Linked DNA regions of Sminthopsis crassicaudata: region 1 is linked to region 2. The links are chromatin contacts, called in public Hi-C maps. All regions are on one chromosome and are shown on one strand. Each heading gives the region's core, a stretch centred on a gene start, on an enhancer-like site or on the middle of the called end of the contact. The rest is flanking DNA. Distances are from core to core; before and after follow the strand shown. Region 1 holds the start of LGR4 (leucine rich repeat containing G protein-coupled receptor 4). Region 2 holds the start of CCDC34 (coiled-coil domain containing 34).

The links. Hi-C and Micro-C count contacts between places; a contact is called where the count stands out from the background.
Region 1: a contact with region 2 is called in a Hi-C map of fibroblasts, with 4 times the contacts expected there. The contact joins the promoter of LGR4 here to the promoter of CCDC34 in region 2.

What each region holds. Positions count from the first base shown.
Region 1 is chr6:216,867,824-216,872,836 of ASM4859323v1, reverse strand. LGR4 (leucine rich repeat containing G protein-coupled receptor 4) reads left to right here and starts at 2,129. Exons shown (of 18, transcript XM_074274982.1): 1 at 2,129-2,779. The coding sequence starts at 2,598.
Region 2 is chr6:216,740,106-216,745,182 of ASM4859323v1, reverse strand. It overlaps CCDC34 (coiled-coil domain containing 34), which reads left to right and starts at 3,799. Exons shown (of 8, transcript XM_074276839.1): 1 at 3,799-4,378. The coding sequence starts at 3,945.

The DNA of each region.
Region 1 (5,013 bases), core at 880-3,379, 130 kb before region 2:
ACAGTCTAACGAAGCCTATGGACCCTTTCTCTGAATAATGTTTTAAGTGCATAAAATGGAATACATAGGATATAAAGAGGATCAATTATATTGAAATAGTTATACAAAAAAATTCAAAGATTCTATGTTAAGAACCACTCTTTCATAACCAATTTATCAAGTCTGAATAACTATTTCCTTAAAAAATGATCAACTAAGATTTAGAACAGAAGGGACCTTAGATGTTGTCTAGTTCAACCCTTTTTTCTCTACAAATGAAGAAACTTGAGTATCAGAAAGGATAAGACACTTGCTAAGACGCAGGACCCAGAAAAATGCCTGGCACATAATAACCACTCAGTAAGTGCTTGAGGAATTCAAGTGAATTGAATTTTTCATAGTATCCTAATCTTTTTTAAATGGTAAATGGGTAAAAATCTAGAGGCCTAAACTGGAAATTTGACCTTCAACATTGCATTCACATGACTTATTCAAAAATAGTAAATATCAGGCATATCACAGCTATCTACAAAATAGAGATTTCTGGGTGTCAGGGACTGTTTTGTTGTTGTTGTTGTTGTTTTGTTTTGTTTTGTTTTTGTGCCTGACATATAGTAGATATGTTAACAAATACATGTTGGTTGATCAATCGATTTTCAACATTTCATCTTTTATTTATAATGGACAATCTCCTGACTAATTTAGTTAACATAGTATTTTCCATCCTACAAAGGAAAGGAGACTAACCATTCCTTGACCATCCCTGAGAAGCATGGTACTGAATAGGGAGAGCACTGGATTTGGAACAAGAGCACCAGGAATAGAATTCTAGTTTTTTTTTTTTTTTTGCAATGCAATTAAATTGAAGTTGGCTCTCTCCTTCTCAACTCCCATTAAAGTTAAGGAATATATTGAATTTAGAATTTAAAAGAAAATGTTAAACTAAGAATCATAAAACTGAGGTAAGAAAAGGGGATCTTGGAGAGCACGTAGAAGGAAAGGAGCTGTTTAATTTCCCCCCCTTTAAACGGGAAGCCCCCTCCCATGGAACATAGTAGGGGCTTAATAAATGCTTGTTGAATGAGTTTGTATCTCCTGCTCTCTCCTCCCACTAAAATTTCCTCTCTCTGTGTCTTTTGCTCTCAAGGTTCCTCTCTATTAAAAGATCATAAAAAGGAAATGGGGATAATTCATTCCGAGTATAGCTGCTTCTTGATCTGCAGATTAAAAAGGGAAATAATATATGATGAAACATGGCTAGATGTCAGGATCAGAGATGAAGAGCTAGAAGGGACTGCGGTTGTGTGCTGGTCCAGCCTCCCCCACCAGAATTTTACAGAAGGGAAAACTGAGGAAAATTAAGGAATTTGCCCAAGGTCGTCCAGGTGGTCTGCTGTAGAAATGGGATTCTGATTCCAAAAGCTCTCCAGTTGGCAGGACACTCAAGATGTGACTTCGGGACTTTTCTCGGGGGCCAAAGACTGCTCGTAGTCGACTAAAAAAAACCAAAAAACAAATCAGAGTTTTTAGCCACCGCGACATCTCTTTGTCAAGTCCCAGCCAGCCCAGGTCCCTTTGCACTTTTTTATATACGTGGGAAGGAGACAATTCTAACCTAACTGAGGGCAGAAGGGACAGGCTTTTTACCTTTCAATCCCTCACTTCAGCCTGCTCCGATTTCAGTGGAGAGTGTCGGGGCAGGAAGAAGAGATAAACCGGGCAGGGAAGGGAGAGCTTTCAAGCTGGTCTTTCGTCCACCAGCGCAGCGGCCTCTCAACCTGCCCCACAAACCAGCCAAGTCAGGGATTTTTGCCTCTTCCCCGCCCCCTTTCCCCCCACTACCTTGTCACTCACACCCAGGGGACACGCCCCCAAAGCCTTGCCCGCCTCCTCCCCCTCCACGCAGCCAATGGAGACTCGCTTCGGTCCATATTAATGAGCTCGAGCCGTCGCCGCGCCAATAGCGCTCGGGGACGAGGGCTCGTTTTGCATGTACCTAAGTGATTTGCATAACTCCGCGGTCTGGGGCTCGAGAGCCGGAGCGTGCAACCCTAGAAGGGAAAGGGAGGCCCGCGGCGGCTGCAGCGCGCCTCGGAGCGGGGGCTGTGCGATCGAGAGCCGCGAGCAGGGGCTGAGACGGGGGTGGGGCGGCCCGGGCGCGGGCGGAATGGCCGAGCGGCCCGCTCCGCAACCCTGAGGGGCGGCGGCGGCGCCGAGCGAGGAGGGCCGAGGGAGCTGCCGACTGCCATGGCCGAGCCCCGGCCGGGCTGCGCGTCGCCGCTGCCGGCTCGCCGGGGTCCCTGCTGAGCCGGGGAGGCAGCGCTGAGGGGCGAGCCGCTTCTGCCCATCCATGGAGCTGCAGCCGCCGCGGGCAGCCAGACACAGCGCCAGCGCCGCGAGCGGCTGCGCCCGGGGCTAGGAGTGCGGAGAGAGAGCCCGGCCGGCCCGGCCCGGCCCCACCGCGGAGCGCCCGGGCGAGAGCAGGGGGCGCAGCGCGACGTGAAGGCGGAGAAGGCGGACGCGGAGCCGCGGGAGCCGCAGGAGCCGCAGCCCGGGCTGCCGGGCGCCCGCCCCGGGCCGCAGAGCGAGGCGCTGCGCTCGGGCGCGCCGCGGCGGCGATGCCGTGCCTCGGCTTGCTCTGCTTCTTGGCTCTGGGCTGGGGCTGCTCGGCCGGGCCCAGCGGCGCATCCCCGCCGCCCTGCCCGGCTCCTTGCCGCTGCGACGGAGACCGCGGAGTGGACTGCACCGGCAGAGGGCTGACGGCCGTGCCCGACGGACTGAGCGCCTTCACCCACTCCCTGTGAGTCCCCCGCCCGGCCGGGAGGGAGCGCAGCCCCAGGGCCCAGCGCCCCGAACTTCCGAGGCTGCCAAGGGCTTCCCCGGGGAGAGCCGGGAGCGGGTCCCGGGCCGGGAAGGGCCGGCGGTGGAGCGAAGGAGGAAGGGAGGGAGGGGAGAAAAGGAAGGGGGAGGGAGGGGAGAAAAGGAGAGAGAAGAGGAAGGGACGGAGGAGAGAGGGAAGGAAAAAGGAAGGAGGGAGGAGAGGAAAGAGGGAGAGAGGGAAGAGATGGGGGAAGGGGAAAGAGTGAAAGGAAGGGAGGGAAAAGGAGAGGAGAAAAAAGGAGGGGAGGAAAGAGGAGGGTAGAAGGGAAGGAAGGAAAAAGGAAGGAGGGAGAGGAGGAAAGAAGGAGAGAGAGAAGAGATGGGGAAGGGGAAAGAGTGAAGGGGAGGGAAAAGGAGAGGAAACGAAGAAGGAAAGAGGGGAGAGGAGAGAGGAAAGAGGAGGGTAGAAGGGAAGGAAGGAAAAAGGAAGGAGGGAGAGGAGGAAAGAAGGAGAGAGAGAAGAGATGGGGAAGGGGAAAGAGTGAAGGGGAGGGAAAAGGAGAGGAAACGAAGAAGGAAAGAGGGGAGAGGAGAGAGGAAAGAGGAGGGTAGAAGGGAAGGAAGGAAAAAGGAAGGAAAAAGAGGAGGAAAGGACACAAGAGAGATGGAAAAAGGAGAATAGAAGGGAGAGAAGAGAAGGAAGGAAAGAGAAGGGAGAGAAGGGTGAAGAGGAAGGAAACTGGAAAGGGAAGGGAGAAGAAAGAAAAGGAAGGAAAGGAGAGGAAAGGAGAGAATAAAGGGAGGAGGAGGGAAGGAAAGAAAAAGGGAGGAAGCAAGGAAAAAAGCAAGGAGTGAAGGATGGGAAAAGGAACAAAAGAGGAAGGGAGGAAAGAAAGAAAGACAGCCGGCAAGGGTGGAGGAAGGGCGAAGGGGCCGGCGGTGCTGGGCCTCTGCCATGGAGGGTTCTTGAGCTCTGGTGATGTGTGTGCCTTGCATTTTCCTGTGTCTCTGCACGTGGAGGGAGGAAACACCTGTGATTCCCTCCCCTCCCCCCTGAAGTTGGCAGTTCGATCAGATCCAGTCCAGAACAGATCCCTCCCTGCAGCCCTCCTGTAAAACCAGGGTCTTCTGAGGAAGGGAGGAGGATTGAGGGGATTGCTTTTGACTTTTAAAGAGGGACGGTTGATCTCTTGGAGGCTCAGGTGTCAGGAAACCTCAACTACAGTTTTGGGTGGTGCATGATAAGTTACATTGTATCTTCTTTCCCCATACATTTCAGCAGCTTATTGCCAGCTGACCTTGTTGATCCATGGACTTGACTGGAGAGGGGTCCTGTGTCAATAACGAAGCTACAAAGAAGCCCATTAAGGGCCCAAACCCTCAGTTTAGAAAAAAAGAAAGTTGGAAATAAGTAGGTGTCCCAAGCACTGGGCTTCTGTCACTTACACAGAATATCCTGAGTGCAGATCCTGTTCTGTGTCTGCTGAGTCAGCTGTGGAGTGATGACTTGAGGTCTGGGGGAATTGGAGACAGATCATGCATCTGACCCTAAAGCTGTGTCTCTGGGTCACTCCTTTATCCTTCTGAGCTTCGAGTAAATAAATCGTTAGGACCTGTTTACATAGATGAATGCGGTTGGGGTGGATGGAGAACTGGTTAGTCAAAGAGAAACATTTATTATACTCAGCCGCTAAGTGCTGGATTCAAATCCATAACTGAGCTAGTTGGAATGTTAATCCCAGATCCTTCCTTCTCTTCTCATCATTATAGTGTGCATCTAATAAATGATTAACTTAAGAGAATTAGAGGGAATGTAAGGATGTCTGGAAAACTGTTTGGAAAGCTCTTGTCTCCAAGAGGGATGAGGTTTTGTTGTTGTTGTTGTTGTTTGTCAGACAAATGATGGAGAGGGCTTCTTGTGTCCTATAGATAGGATTTCTAATGAGTAGAAAAATAGAGAGTTGTTATCAGTATGTTCCATACCGTTGCAGACCACCTCGGGCTTTGCCATTATGGTTAGCTTTTTTTTTTTCCCCCCTACTTCACTTCCCCTCTTGGTAATTGTGCCTTTGTAAGTATTTTACTTTTAATTATTCATGTAGTATGCCTTCTAATATTAATCCAAGCAATGCTGCCTTTGAATCTAGTGTTGAACAGTTTTATTCCCTAATAAAAGACCCTGAGATTTTTTTATTAGGTTAGGTAAGCTTTTGG
Region 2 (5,077 bases), core at 2,550-5,049:
TGAAGAAAAGTTAAAATGGGCTAGGCATGTGGCAAAGGGACAGCAAGGAATCACAGGTGAACACCTCAGATAAATTGCTGCTAACTTTAAAATGTTAGGAGAAAGAAGAGGTTGGGTTTTGTTACTTTGGGTGGACTCCCTGTGGTGAATATATGAGGATGATATAGACAAGAATGTACATGATAAACAGGCATAGAGATCTTGTGATAAACATTGCTGGAAGGAATGTCTAAGTGGATGAGGTCAGTTCCATGAGAATATCTGAATAGATTGTTTTAAAAATCAACAAAGAGGTTTTTGAGAGACTTCTACCCAAAATGGTTAAAATTAAAATGAAATGACCATTATAGGGAAAATTTACTGATTTAAAATACTTGCTCTTAAAAGATAACTTTTACTTTATAGAATCTCAAGAAATGAGACCAGAAATAATGTAGTACAACCTAATATCCCTAAAAAGTGCTCATCATCATTAGCTTGAAGACTCTCATGAACGGAGTGCTCACTACCTTTCTCTTCTCCTCCTATACTTTTGGACATCTATGTTAGGAAATTTTTCCCCTATGCCCAAGTTACAATCTGCCTCTAAACAATTTCATCCCATGACTCCTGGTTCTGCCTTCTGGGGTTGAGCAAAACAAGCTTAATCCTTTATCTATAGGACACCCAATCAAATACTTGTAAAGTCATGAGTTGCTACTACAGGTGCACAGCATGGCTAATTGATCAAACAAGGGCAGTGCCTAAATGATTTAAAAATTTTTTTCCTGGCATCTATACCAAATGTGTCCAAATGTCAAGAGTAAACAAAGACTAAAGACCAACACATGATTGGAGAAAGCTGATAATCCAATTTTGAAGGAGTTATTTTTTCCCCACTCCCTTTTACCTTTAGGTATGTGTAAGTTCCAACTTGAAATTGAAAAACATTTTGTTTTGTGTACAACTATACTTTCAATCCAAGTTAAGCAGTGAGTCTACTCTGCAAAAGCACTATGTGCAGAATATAAAAAGACCAAGATCAAATAGTTCCAGCCCTCAAGAAGCTTATGTTTTGCTGAAATCCCCCCAAAATAACCATTGAAGTTCTATTATAGTATGAGTTCATAAACAGAGAGGATTCTTGTTATCAACAAATTTCTTCTTATGTGGCACCTGAGATGGGAACGGGATTTTCTGCCTCTGGAATCCGTGTGGTACATGAAAAAAGTACTGGTTTTTGACATGAAAAACAAAGACTCATGCTAGCTCTACCATTTGTTTTTGGGCACATCCACTGATCGTTTTGATCAGTTTCCTTATCTGTAAAGGAATTGGGTTAGCTTTCCCAGGTTTTTCTTCCTCCTTTTCTTTCCTTTCCTTCCTTCCCCTTCTTTTCCTTTCCTTCCTTTCATTCCTTCCTTCTCTCTTTCCCTTCATCTTTTTTTTTTTTCCCTTTCCTTTCTTTCCTGCAAAATGCAGTAGGGATAAAATGCTAAAGAAAAGGACACAGGTTTTGGAGTCGGAGAAATTAAGTTAAATTATTAGCTGGGAACTTATTGTGTGACCTGAGGCAACCTCTTTGGTTCTATTTTGGGCCTGGCTTTGGAACTCTGAGGCACCTCCCAGTTCTAGAGCTAAGAAGTTAGAATAGAAGGAAAGCAGTGAAAAGGGAGGAAGGGAAAGGGAACCAAGCATTTATTTAGCACCTGCTATGTACCCTGCACTGTTAAGCATTTTAAAAAGATCTCATTTGATCCTAACAACTCTGTGAGGTAGAAAGCATTAGATTTGGGAGGATGTGATCTGGATTCCAGCTCTATCTCTGCTGCTTTGTACCTGTGATCTTGAACAAGTCACAACCTGTTCCTCAATTTCCCTCTTTATGAAATAAGGACTGAAATAGGTAGCCTCTGAAGAACTTTCCCACCCTGTAGTCTATGTTCCTCTGGCTCATCTACTTTAGAAGCAGGTGAGTGTCCTGGGCTCTGGACCTTTCTGGGCCTGTTTTCTTAGCTATCATATGGATAAAGCATTTGCTGAGTTTCATGTCAGGCAGACAATGAGTTTGAACCCTGCTAAGCTAACTAGACCTTTCACACACTCAGTTTCTTCATTTGTAAAATGAAAGGGATTAGACTCTTTGACTTGTTATGGTCCCCTCCTGCTTAATCACCAAATATTTATTAAATGCCTGCCATGAGCTTATGGAGGTAAAAATAGAGAGAATGAAAGAATCCTGATTATGAAGGAGCTTCCTCCAGATCAGAAGGTCTCATCCAGTGGTTTTTTCTTCTCAGAATCTTTTTTTTTTTTTTTTAAACCTAGACTTAATCATTGTCAAACTGAGACCTGATGAAGACCTTAGCTTAAAAAGGTCAAGGCTTCCCAGTGCACCCAGGGCCATCTGCAGTCATCCTGATCGTTATCTGGTCTTAGACCCAGATGGTTCCAGAGGGAAAAAGTGAGGCAGGTGACCTTGCGCAGCCCTCCCTCTCTGAAATCCAATTCACTTGCATATTATGGCATTCCTTCTCTGATGTCATGGTCCTCTTCCAGAATGAAGGACAAACAACAATCTTAACTTGAGACCTCTGAACTTGTTTCTTTGAGTAGTTCTATAACAGTATTTGAAATAATTTCCTTTGTAATCCCTATGTATACTAAAAAACATTCTTCTGAGGCTTTCAGAGGCTTCCCAGACTGTTTCCTGCCATCCCCGGGTTCCTTCAAGAATAAGAGAGAAGCCTTTTCTTATCTACCTTAATTCTAGTGCCTTCTCTCAGTGGATTAGCTCAAACTTATCATATATAGGACGTAAGTATGTATATATACACACATACAAATATGTAAAATGTAGGTATATACATTATATATGTATATAGACACACTTACAGCTATACATCTTGTTTTCATGTTGTCTCCTCCATTAAAGACAGCTACTCAAGAAGAGACTTTCTTTGTATGCTCAGCACTATTATTAGCACAAACATGGTTTAGCATACAGTAGATGCTTAATTAATGTTCTTTTTTTTCTTCACATTCCTAATGATTGGGCATTTAATAAATGTTCATTGACTATTTTTCCCATTGTATCTTCAGCAGTTGGCAGAATACTTGGCACATAGTCGGTGAATAATAAATGATCAGTCCCTCTTTTTCCCCTTTATATCTTCAGTAGTTGGCAGAGTACCTGGCACATTGGTGATTAATAAATGATCACTGCTGCTTTTTCTCCTTTATATTTTCAGTGGTTGGCACAGTACCTGGCACATAGGTGGTGATTAATAACTACCTCTTTTTTCCCTTTATATCATCAGTGGTTGGCACAGCATATAGTTGGTGATTAATAAATGAACACTACCTCTTTTATCCCTTTATATCTTCAGTGGTTGAAACACTACCTGGCATACAGTTAGTGCTTAATATGCTCACTGATTTTTCCCTTTGGACACAGTATCTAGCACATAGTAGGAGCTTTGGGTCCAGGGTCCTGTGACACAAAGAAGGCTAAGAATCTCCAAGTTTATGTAGTATAGTATCCATCCAAAAGTGCAGAGAAGGGCCCGCCCTCCCCCTTCCTCGTGGGAAGCTTTGGGTAGGATGGCCCTGCAGGTCACTCTTTGCCAAAGCGTTTGGGGTGACAGGGGACCGAGCCAGGTCGAGGTCGCACAGCGCCCCTCGCAGGCAGTCGCGCACGCGGGGAGACCGCGCTGACGCCAAGGGCGGAGCAAAACAAAGCCCGGCCGGATGGGGGTAAGGGAAGTCTCGCGCTGCCCTAGCAACGCGTGCCTCTCTCGGCCCCGGATTGGCTGTGGCGTCCGGCGCGGTGTCTCCTGGGAGCGCGTTCCCGCCGCGGCGGCAGCGCCGGTTTGAACTTGGCAGCGACGGCGGCCTCGGCCTTAGCGGCGGGTTCCGTTCGGCCTCCCCTCCCCCGGCCCGACGCGGGCGGTGTGGCCGCGGCCATGGAGACTGAGGAGGGCGCGCAGCCGCCACCGCGCAGGCGGGAACAGGCCCCTGGAGGCTCTGGCTCGGAGCCCCCGTCCGCTGCGCGGCCCGCCTCGAGCCCGGCGTCCGTCTCGCTGCTGTCCCTGTCGCACAGCCTGCCGACTGACTGCGACGAGGCCGAGGAACTGCGGCGGCGCCGGGGCCGGAGGCGGCACCAGCCAGAGCCCGCCCCCTGGGACCGGGCCGAGGCCGACTGCGAAGCGCTGCCCGAACCCGCCCCCCGGGACCGGGCCGGGACCCACAGTGAAGCGCTGCCCGGGAGTCCGCCGCCCCTATCCAGCAGGGCGGAGCAGAAAACGTCGCTACTGCTCGGGGAGGAAAAGAACGAGGAGGCCGACCACGGGGGGAGGGCCGCGTCCCCGGAAGGAGGGGAGACCTTGGGGCGCGCCAGGTAAAGGGACCCGCCCCCGATCCCCTCGGTCGTTCCGGAAGCGATTTGAGCGCGCTGCGCTTCTGTGGGGCTGGTAGTGGCGGCAGCCACCGCCGGCCCTCTCTCGGGCGCCTCTAACCAATCTCCTTCTCTGACCTCGCCCCCTGCCCAGCCCCTGCACCTGCGAACTCCCTCCTTCCTCCCTCCCTCCCTCCAGGAGATCTCGGCCCGGTCTTCTCTACTCGGAGCCCTTTGGTTCTTCTTTTAGTGCTGCGCGCGCCCCTTCTCCGGGATCCCCAACTTTATAGAGATCCTGGCTTGTGCGAAGGGTAGTTCACTTTGATGCGAGTTTGGGAACTCCCTGATCCAATGAGACGACAGCACTGGCTTCCTTCTCCTAAACACTCCCTCACACACAAAGACATTTCGGAAGCCCCGAGAGCTTGTCTCCTGTAAACTTGCTCATGAAATTCACACTGAATCTATTTCAAAGTGATGCAAGGGAACCTGGCTTATTGGATACAAGACTAACCTCAAGAACACGTTGGTGCCTTCAGGGCTCGCTTCCAGCTCTGCCAGATGTATCTCCGAGCGCAACTAAGTTACTGATCGGGTTACTGTTGCCCTGTTAATTTCCGGGCTTCTGGAAAGCCGGCTGATGGGCACTGGAGGTGTCTGTACATTGATGCAATTTCAGCGTCGGCCCCCCTCCCAAAAAGT